2 separate regions of the Anas platyrhynchos genome follow, and region 2 is linked to region 1. A link is a contact called in public Hi-C data. All regions are on one chromosome and are shown on one strand. The core of a region is the stretch at or near the end of the contact, and the rest is flanking DNA. Distances in the headings are between cores, read along the strand shown.

Evidence for each region. A called contact is a pair of places that touch in the nucleus more often than the background predicts.
Region 2: a contact with region 1 is called in a Hi-C map of subcutaneous adipose tissue, with 4 times the contacts expected there. The contact joins the promoter of IL18RAP here to the enhancer-like site in region 1. A contact is called at or near these places in 3 of 8 Hi-C or Micro-C datasets (liver, skeletal muscle and subcutaneous adipose tissue).

What each region holds. Positions count from the first base shown.
Region 1 is chr1:141,129,702-141,135,485 of IASCAAS_PekinDuck_T2T, reverse strand. LOC101793878 (interleukin-1 receptor type 2) reads right to left here. Exons shown (of 9, transcript XM_072031209.1): 6 at 5,460-5,525; 7 at 4,391-4,526; 8 at 2,128-2,273; 9 at 1-804. The coding sequence ends at 677. Among named protein-coding and RNA genes, the nearest start is that of IL18RAP, 140 kb to the left of the region's middle. Within about 2 kb of position 3,030, at least 2 of the 8 cell types and tissues checked have an H3K27ac peak or open chromatin away from gene starts, as enhancers often do.
Region 2 is chr1:141,271,164-141,276,235 of IASCAAS_PekinDuck_T2T, reverse strand. It overlaps IL18RAP (interleukin 18 receptor accessory protein), which reads right to left and starts at 1,587. Exons shown (of 22, transcript XM_072031285.1): 1 at 697-1,587; 2 at 1-15.

The sequences.
Region 1 (5,784 bases), core at 1,781-4,280:
GAGAGGAATATTCTGAAAGCACTCATTTAAGCAAGGAATAATCCAAGTTGTTAAAAAAAAAAAAAAAAAAAGAGAGAGAGAGAGAGATTTTCTGTGGAAAAGTTCATAGAATCATAGAAGTACCGTTGTCATGACAACTGAATTTGGATCTGGAAAATGGAAAAAAAAAAAAAAAAAAACACAGCTGTTTTGTAGACTGAAGAAACATAAATTGAGTTTGGGTGCACAAGGAAAATTCTTATCACTCTGGCGTGGAATAGCTCTTCTGGAGCAAGCTTTCTTAGTTTCTGTTTTTTAGGTTCTAGTTGTTTTGTTTTGTTTTGCCTTTTTTCAAAGGATAAGGCTATTGAATTTACAAAGGGTGAGACCATCTCTTTTTCCTTACCGTTCTTCTCATAACAAGGGCACGTACCTGGGACACCATGTTTCAAAATGCTACAAACCACAGCCTAGGTGCAAAATAATAGAAGTGAGTTTCCTGCATCTAGGCAGCATTTTACACAAACTTGTATTTCTAATTTATTCAGATCATGGAAGACATGAAGAAGAAAAAAGCTGATATACATCCATCCGGTGAGAAAGCAGTACGTCTAGCCTGAAACATCTCTCTGTGTCTCACGTGGAAGTCAGCCAGGCTGAATTTTTCACTGTTGGCAGTTGGAGAATAAAGCAGATCTTAAACCTTTGCTATCATGTATCCTTTATCAGCTCTCTGCTTCCAGCACTTGTGTACAAATATCGCCCCTAAGATGACACAGGCCAATGCAACTGGGATCACTGCAATGTACCAGGACAAGCCAACAGCTGGAAAAGTAAAGAAATGAAATATTGTCAGAAAATTTAATTCTCTACTTTCAAGGAGGAAGAGGAGAAATCACATAAAAAGGATGTCTGCAAATTAACCTTCCAGCAGGGTTGACCACTTGCAAAAGGAACAGGTCTATTGATTCAGTGCTCTGGGAAATGGGTTTGTCGAGGTGGGAGGAAAATATTGGAAAACAATAGAGGGTGAGAATTTAAAGTTCAGTCCTCCTGTGTACACATGGCTCTTCCCAGCCCCTGCTCAGAGTGGCTACGTGCTTTCCATCTTAATTCGGTTAACACAGCGACAATCCAAGCAGGAAATAAAGGCACCACATGGAAAGGGAGTACATAACAGCTAGTCTGCTCTCAAGCTCTATGAAGAATTTTCTCATACAGACCACCCAATAAATTACTAATGATCAAGCCAAGACTGTGAGCTTCTTCCCAAAATACACCTAGCTTCCAAGACAAGCATCTGTCCAGACCATTTTGGATTATGCTGGCCTACACCAGTTCATGGACTGCCTCCCCTTTAGCAATACCTGTATAGCTCACAGAAGACATGAGCAGCACATCATCTAGCTAAATGAGTACAAACCCCTCATCATAGGATGCTGGAGTGAGTCATGAGCTGTAACTCATAATGAAGACTGTAAATGTTCATGTTCCTTTCTAAGATGATATGAGCAAACTTTGGTGATTCATCAACGTCACGCAAAGAAACAATTAGCATTGCTTCATATTGTTTTTACAGCTGCTTCTTAGCCAGTGGTCTATCGCACTGCAACATTAATTGCGCTAAGTGTAGGGCTTCTCTTCCCATTACTAGAAGCCAAAATAACAACACCCACCATAATTTACACCTCTTGTTATTTTGGCAACAGTCTGTGCATGAGGAGAAGGAACACTCTGATCTTTATTCTGCTATTGTCTTTTTTTTTCCTACTTTCTGAGGAGCTGGGGTTGATCTGGCCCCGTTACACCCAATGAGAGTTTGCCAGTAGTCTCACTGGAGCCATCATTTCACAAAGCATATCTAAATTTGAGCCCTAGCCAATGAACAGATATATACCAGCACAGATCTTTTCGCTTGTGGAAAATGTCAATAATCAGCCCACAAGATGTGTTCATTGTGAACAGACTATTCTAAAACACTGTGCATGCTAGGTCTACAATTTAAAGAGGCAATCAGTTTTTCCCAGGTAATAATCCAGTTCAATACTAACTTGGAAAGTGTAAATGACTTTGATGATAATTTAGTTTTAGAATAACTATAACAATTATAGAACGTTTGTCCCCCAAATAAGCAGTCAAGCTCATTACCTTCCTGCTTGACCCTTGTTGGCAGTACTTGGGATCCGTATCTGTTCTGTGCCAGACACTTAAAGTCTGTATAAAAATCCACTTCTTCGACAGATTCAAAAATCAGTGGCACTTCAATGAAGTTCTCACCATTTTCTGTGGTTTCTCTGAAAGAAAAAGAAAAGTCACATGTCAATTCCTTTTATCAGCTGGCTTTTCTCTCTCTGATATGTTCTTTCTAACAGCATATTGCAAGAAAATGCATTGGATATTTGCTCATCTCTGACTAGCCTCTTTGCATTACAGGACACCTGTGGCTTCCAGACCAGTTCTGCCAGCTCTTTGAGTCTCCATTCCTCTCAGTACCCTTGCTGCACTCCAGAATATTCTTTTTCTCTAAGATCTTTATTTGTCTTGCAAGAAATAAAGAAAAGGGAGGGAAGAAATGCAGAGAGAGTTGTGTATAACTGAGCTCCCCACAGAGGATCATGGAAGAATCTAGTTCCTTGTTTCTGACCATCTAGTAGTTTCTGAGATTAATTTTTACTATCAGCTGGAAGAGTATACATGGAGAACATAAATCTGCAAACACTCACTTAGCAAACTGAGCCACCATACCTGCTTATCATTCACCTCAAATCTAGATTTCAGTACAAGAAACTGCCTAGAAATTTTCCAGCTGACTTTAACCTGATTGTTTCATGAGTGCAACTATTTAAAAGTGGTTTTCTAGGTGCAAATACTGTCTCTTGATACCTTTTAGTCACTGTTGGAGAAGTTGTCCAGCTGCTTTGCAATGGCTTGTTCATGAGTCTGCTATGTATTGCAGCAATGGACTTCTCCGGGGTCAGTACCGCAGGAAGGTAGCAACACGGCAGTGAGTGCTTTGCCACAAATTTCTGTGGGAAATACGTTTTCCCTGTGGTATTTGACCTGATATGACTTGCTGCCCTTCTGAGGGCTTCCAGCAGAGCTGAGACATCTCACACACCATGGGTGTTGTGTGACCCTGAGATGGCATTGCCTCTTTCCATGTGCAAACATATAGTAATATTTAATAGTTACATTAGTAATATTAGTAGTAGTGGTGGTGGTAGTAATAGTAATGAAAGTCTAAGTAAGAAAGCGCATGTGCTGCTCTATTTTAAGTCCTGAAGAGACTCTAGATGTTCCACATTATGTCTTATGTCACTTGACAATGCATTTAAGTTCTCTCACTCATGTAAACAACATTATGAATGAGTGGTCCAAATCAAGCTGGGGGGAATACCAAAACACAGAAACACTCGGGAACCCAGCTGAGCTATCATGTTACCTCTGGGTCTAACTGTGCAATAAACTCAGCACGGCCAGGTTTTTATCTGGCACTGAAGCCGCATGGCTGCAAACAGCCCACATCCATAACTGTTAAACACTCTTGTCCCTCAGAACAGGGATGTCACATCCCCAGACCCTGTCGTCAATGGTCTCTGCCATATAACAAGTCTTAATCTCTAGCCAAGACCTGTTTGGGAAGGTCATAGCTGGTGAGGGACCCGTTTGGCCACTAACAACACAAGCCTTGAGGCATGCAACTATGAGGCAACTCAGAAAACATCTCAAGATGGGGAGAGACAATGGATCAGGGCAAGAGGATGTGGGATATCCTGCCTTCCCTCCCACCAGCATCCCCCCTGGTGCTTCCCTGGCGCCAGCTTTAGCACTCCCTGGGCATCTCAGTGAGTCAGTTTAAATTTTAAGTCATTGACGCGAAAAACAACAACCCTAAGGGGAAAACCAACAATAATTAAAATAACAATTTTAAAAAATAACATAAAAGGCAAAAACCATTGGGTAGCTTTCTGTTATCTAAGTGTATTCAGAGGTTCAGTGAAGTATCTGATGAATGCCAGAGATAGTGTGGGGGAATGGATGGTGGCATTTCCTTGGCACAGGGCAAGGAGAGTGATAAGAAAAGCACTGGGAAGGATCAAGGCCCATTGCTTTCCACTGCAGTCTGCTCTTACATTAGCTCAGCTGCCCACGAGACTGTGCTTCAAGTGTAAGGCTCTGAGCTGGGTCATTTACAGTATAACAGGAATGAAATCCAGAGATTACAAAAAAAAAAAAAAAATCATTCTGCTTGGTATGTTTTGGCTTTTTGCTTGATTGTGTGTTTTCTTAGCTCTGACTTTTACTTCTGGACTCTCCATATCCCATTTCATTACCTGGCATTCATCTAAGAGCCAGTGTAACACTGCAGGTTAAGATAACAACCACAAGAAAACACTTCAGTCTGACTTACTGTCGTTCTCCCTCTGTAACTCTGTTTTGCTTGTAAACCACATCAATGATGGTGTCATTTGCTAACCATTCCACGTCAGTATCGATATGCCTGCTCAGTCCAGCAAATACTTTACAAGGGAGAGTCATCTTGGAGCCTGTTGGTGAAAGATTAAAAAGCACTCAGATACATGTTGAGAACTACTTTATCTCGGTGAAAACCAACATCTCTGGTGGGAGATCAAGCTCCCACACATGTCAAGCACTGCTACATTCAAAACTGAAGTTAAGCCCCAGATTGTTTTTGATTTAGATGTATTCCTCAGGAGGCAAAAAGGGCACAGTGCGATTTACTGCTCTGGAGCAAGTGCACTAAGCAGCAGTGCAACCTCCCTCGGAGGTGCTACAGGCAAGGACATTCAGATCAAGATGGGACCGCTAGAGCCAAAGTGATGATACAAAAATTCAGAATTTTGCTATAATTATTGCTACTCTGAGCTAAGGATAAAAATCCTTCACACTAGTGCATAGCTATTTTATATGGAAAATGCGTGGCTCAATATTTATACAATGTTGTTATTATACTGATGGTGATCGGAGGGATATAATACGTTCTGTGGAGCAGATAGGCAAAAAAAAATGACTTAGTGGTACATTGACAGAAAAAAAAAAAAAAAAAGTGGCATTTAAATTTAAGAACACTGTGTGTAGAGCATCCACGTTAAAAGAGCTTAGTGTAAAATATACCTGCTCTTCTCTAAAATGAGGAAAGGCAACAGAAATGCACAGTCATAACACGATCTTCAAAGAAAAAAATGAGTTTCTGTCAAGGTACTTTCTAACCGATTACAACTGTCCAATTGAAACATTAAGAAGCAATTAAAAATATCTCCTCCCAAAAGAGTTGGTGGCTCATTCAAAACCACTGGAAGACCTAGAGCTGTTTGAGGGAATAGTGAGAAGCTGCCTCTCAACTGACATAACCAGTATCAAAGGAACTATAATAATAAATACCAACGAATTGGACTGTAAAGGAACCTCCTCTAATTTTCATCTCATTAGATGTTCCCCAAAATAACGCTGAGCCTTACCAAGAGCAGCTGATGTTGTCTTTTGAGTTGGATACACGATTATGGGGGTAATTCTCTTTTCTTGTTCTGGACAGAGAGAGAGAACGGAGAGTCAGTGCTAGCACAGGGGGAAATCTGGTCATTGCCCGGACCGGCGGAAAGCAGCACTCCATCACCCAGAGGGGTTGGATGTGGGTTAGTGGTGATATTGGTGGTAGGGGGACGGTTGGATCAGGTGAACTGGAGGTCTTTTCCAACCTTAGTGACTCTGTGATGTCCCTTTGGAGCCCGGAGGAGAAGATTTAGGCAGAAGCCTTGGCGAGCCCGGAGGATGCCGCCCGCTGTC
Region 2 (5,072 bases), core at 338-2,837, 140 kb before region 1:
TTCTGAACCTTCATTCTTCACAGAAACAGAGCGATCACTCTCAGTAAGTGAGTCAATGCAAAGACAGCTCAGTCTGAAAAACCTCTTGAAAAAGCAAGAGCAGAATTTGTCACTTTGAACTGGTGACTGCACGGAGGAAAATGGAAAAGGTAGAAGTGAGAAATTTATTTTTACAAGTACTGATTGGAAAAGTATAGCAAAAGATGAATATTAACTTTTCTAAATGAGGCATTTGAGGGTTGACATATAAATGGTTTGGGAATCTTTTTATTAATTTATTTATATATATTTTTTCTCTTCCTAACACCTACCCCAAAGCTACCTAGGGGTGAAGGAAAGGGCCAGGGCAGCCTGGGGAGGGGGGAGACCTTGTAGTACCAGTGAGGGGCTGCATAACCTAATAAGCCATTTCCAGGGCTAAATTATACTGAGTTATTATAAGGAAGAAGCACTTCAAGGTCCCGTGGGGGGAAGGGGGAGGAAAACCGAGGGGGCCTTAGGGGTGACAAGCAGTACTGGGGACGACGGCGGGACGATGCTGGAGCCCACCAGCGCGTACATCCCCGCGTAGTGATGCAGCCAGAGGCTCCCCCGAGGTGCGTGGGGTGGGGGGAGCAGGGGCTGCCCCTCCCAGTCCTCGCCCCCCAAACACCACCACCCTTCCCCTGCCCTCCCGTCGCCGCCCCCGGACATTACCTGGCTCTGCTGGAGCCGCTCAGCACCGCTCAGCACCGCGCCGGAGGGGTTGGAAGGGGCAGGCAGCAGTGGGGTGTTCTTCCCTCTCACGACCTTCGTGGGAGGATAGGGCACAAGAAAGTGATGGCTTTGGTATTTGTAATCGAAACACCGCTTCCTCTGCTCTTCTGCTGAACGCTAGCGGCGGGATGCCTTTCCAAGAAGCGTGATGGAAGTAGCATGGAGCTTTAGGGACGTAAGCTAAACACATATTAAGCTAAAAAAGGCAGCTTTTATCTTTTTGTTTCTGCTACGAATTCCATCCCCTCTCGCTGGCCGTATTGAGGATGGATGCTGAAAAGCTGATACCCTACAAAGATTATTAAAAAAAAAAAAGGGGGGGGGGGGAAGCAAAAAAAAAAAAAAAAAAAAGAAAGCAAACCTCACAAATTATGACCTGCAGCAAAAGAGAAAATGCAAAACACACAATCCTATAAAAGATTTACTGACACGTAGATCTGATTCTCCTGATTTCACTGCTGTCTTTTCTGTGCCAGCATCCGCTTTTGGGGTAGAGTGATGCAAGGTTTCAAGACACAGAACATTTTATAATTCCATTATTGTGAAAGGGGTGTGGGTAGTTACCTCTAAAGAAACCCTTGTGCCACCAGCTGGCCAGTTTTAAACCATATGTTGGTCTGCTGGAACTATGTTTCTATGAAGGATTTCTGACAGCAGCGTTTCCTGTTTAAGTGCTCTTCCAGTGTAAAAGAATGTTTGACACTGCTTACTTCACACAGATTTATTTGATATTTACTGCACAATGACTCATTACACTTGTAAATGAAGTTATTTTGATAGCAGCAGAAAAGTTTTCATCCCTCAGAATTTCTTTTATTTCCAAGGGTGTTGGAACTGGATGGTTTTTAAGGCCCCTTCCAACTGAAGCCGTTCTGTAGTAATGGTTCGGCTTCAGAAACTTGTCTGGTGACAGCCACATTTTTTTTTCCCCCTTTTTTTTTTCCTTTTTTTTTTCTTTCTATTTTTTTTCCTTTTTCACCCAGGACAGAATTTCCCAGTAACAGCAGAAGATGTCACTTTAGAGGTGAAACGAGCGAACTACAATAAAAAAGTAGGGATTCCACAGAGCCGGCAGTTTTCACATTTTGCTGCTGAGATGAAGCAAATAAACCCCGGAGAGTTTCACTACCTCACCTCATTTGTTTCCCTCACCACAGATTTAAACAATATGCATATAAACACAATCAGATTGTTTGCTAATGTAAATCAGTGCAACTTCAGGAAAGTTCGCTGAGAATCTGAACCAGTGTAACTACTTTTAAAATGTGTACAAGGTGCTTCACAGAGTTTATTGTTCTTATGTGGTTGATTCTAAAACTTAGATATATAGTGCATATATTTTAAAGATGACAGTGATTTTACATGAGTCCGAAAACAACTTAGCAGACACCAAATAAACTGTACAGTCAAATATCATCAGTTACTTACTTTGATGAGCTAAGCCTTGATAGTGACAGTTTGGAAACAGCTATTCTGTTTTATTCACTCTTTCACAGCAATATTTTCCATGAGTTGTTCTCATATTCATTTGCTTTTATGTCCTTTTAAAATGCTCTTCAGTTTCTGAACTTTCGGCTGTATGGCAGAAAGCACCATGTTCAATTAGTCCTTTTAACTAATGTCATAGCTCGCTCTGAGATGTATGAATGTACACAGATGGAATCAAGTTTACAATTTTTAGCTCAGAATAATACAAGTTTTAATGGAGAAGTAATAGCCTTGTAATAGGGACGTAACTCAATAATGAAAACAACTGCTGCTCAGTGTGTCACCCTGCTCATGATGAAAGTGCCATGATGAAAATGGAAACACACTAATACTGAAAACAGATTTTATTTTATTTTTTCTCTGAACCTAGGACTACCTGACCAATCAGCTGTGGAAGACCAGTTACTTCTCACAATTTTTCATATCTTACTTTTCCATCCACCATACATAACTCAGAGGTGCTAAATGAAAACCTGAACTGAGAAACTGTTTCCATCATAAACAGCGACACATCCAGTTCTTGTCATCACAGTCTGAGTGTTCTTTGAGTCTATCTAGTCTTTCTAAATCTACCTCTGATATATCTGCATATCAGCCACATTAATTCTTAGCTGATGTTATGTTCAATAATTTTTCAGCATTATCTGTACCTGATGTCAAAAAAGCGGGTTCCCAACTGATACCATGTCTGTAGGACCCTCATAAGATTTTCAGAAGCACTGGAATATTCAGGTTGCACTTTTTGCAAACTTTCCTACATATCATACCATCACATAGTAAATCAGCTTGTAAGGGACCTCTGGAGGTCACCAGGTCTGGACAATGCTCTCGGACACCTCATTATTATTAATTTTTGGGGTGGTGGTGGTGGTCCTGTGTGGAGCCAGGAGTTGGACTTGATGAACCTTGGGATTACAACCTGGTCCAACTACATTGCTCAGGCATGGGCATCTAGAGCAGGTTGCCCAGGACAGAAATATCTCCAAGAAGGGAGACACCACAACCTCCCTGAGTAACTTGTGTCAGTGCTTGGTAACCACGCAATCATCTTACTTCATATTAGCAGGAACTAGTTTTCATACCATGGAAGTCAAACCAGGAGCTTCAGCAAGTTCATCAAGAGGTTCACAAAGTCAATGCTCATTCCTGACTCTTCAGTATTTCCTTGTTGCCAGCAATACACCATGCACTTGTCAAATATGAAGTATCCAGAAAGCAGTTATATGCCATAAAGACACTTTTGTTTCTTCACAGTATATTATAAGAAATTCAGCACTGGATTTTGTGCCAGATTCTGAGATGCTCTTCACAGGTATGGTTGTCAGGAAATTATAGCAGTATGCAGGTTCTGAAATTTTCACTGTGAATATTTCTAATGGCATTCTTAAATTGACTTATTTCTAGTTGGCCACACAATCTTTTGATACGTGTTCATCCACTAGATGGCACGCTGACTCTTCTCTACTACAAGAAAGCAAAATGATACCCTGATCCATTTTTTCAATGGCACCAAAAATAGGGGAGCACAGAAGAGAAGTTAAAAAGTATTAGATATCTACGTGGAAGTTCTAATTATGCCACAAAAATTATTTTTGTTCTGTGTAGTTTAAGTTTTAAGCATTTAAACTGAATCTTTTATAAGATTTTTATGGTGAAATGAAATTTTGACACAGGGCAGAATTCTCTTTTGCTATTCCATTAAAGCAAGTAGCCTGGTGTAATTTGTGTGTATCCAACACAATATTAAATAAAAAATACCAATTTTCCATTCATGTTTTCAAAAATTTAGATCTTTATTAAGCTACTTATGCTGTAAAAATATACCACCAGCCTTTTTATACTGCCTCTTTCATATTACAAATGTGAAAATAGTTATAAATAGATGTTAATTTGAGTGTGTATCTCCAATTTCTGTACTAATCACCAAAGAATATAAAGGTAATCAACAACTTCTGCATTTCTCTATCATTACTGCAGTCACATATTCACCCCTAGGCTTGGTAAAAGGTCTTTGCCACTCTCAGAATTTACCCCTTTTCTTTCTGTCAAGGCTATACTGTTCACTATTAATTACATTAAGCGTTCTCAAGCATTCTTGGTATTTTTTTTCTTTTTATTTTTTTGTCCTTTGTTGGTCATGAGGTTTGATGCAAAAAGATTGCCACCACAAGATCCATTTAGTGGGTTTGTTTTTCACCATCCTAACCACAGGTCTGAAGTCAACAACTGAAGAGAAGTCAATGAGATATCCCCATATTTCAGAATAATCAGAATAATTTCAGAATAATATTTGTAGTCCCCTTGCATTTCCTCATCATACTTTCTCCTCCACAACTCCTTTCCAAGTTCAAAATTCACCCCAGAAATTGTTTCCAAGATAGATACCTGGTTATTACCCTTTCTTTCTCATAAATGCCTACTACAAAATCTCTATTAAAAATCATCTCGTAATAGTATTGAAAGTTCATATTTTGTCTTGATCAGAAATTCCTGTGAAAAATCTTCATAGTGAAAACCAACAGGCTTTCCTGCCTTTATACATGACTTAGTATTAGTATTCCTTTTGTGAAAGTTCTTACCATAAGAACTATCAAAACCCCTATTGAGTCTATAATAAACCAAATCTCTTACGTTGACATAAATACATTTTGTGGATCTTCCTAAAACAGTGAAGGGGAACTAGAGGGCCCTTCAGGAATGGGTCCCAGTACTGCAGATGGTTTAGTAAGGCAGTAATAAAATGCAGCATTGTATGTCTTACAGTTGTGGTGCAGTGAGTGATGACTTCACTTTCACCAGCATTTGAAAATATAATAAATCAATGAAAA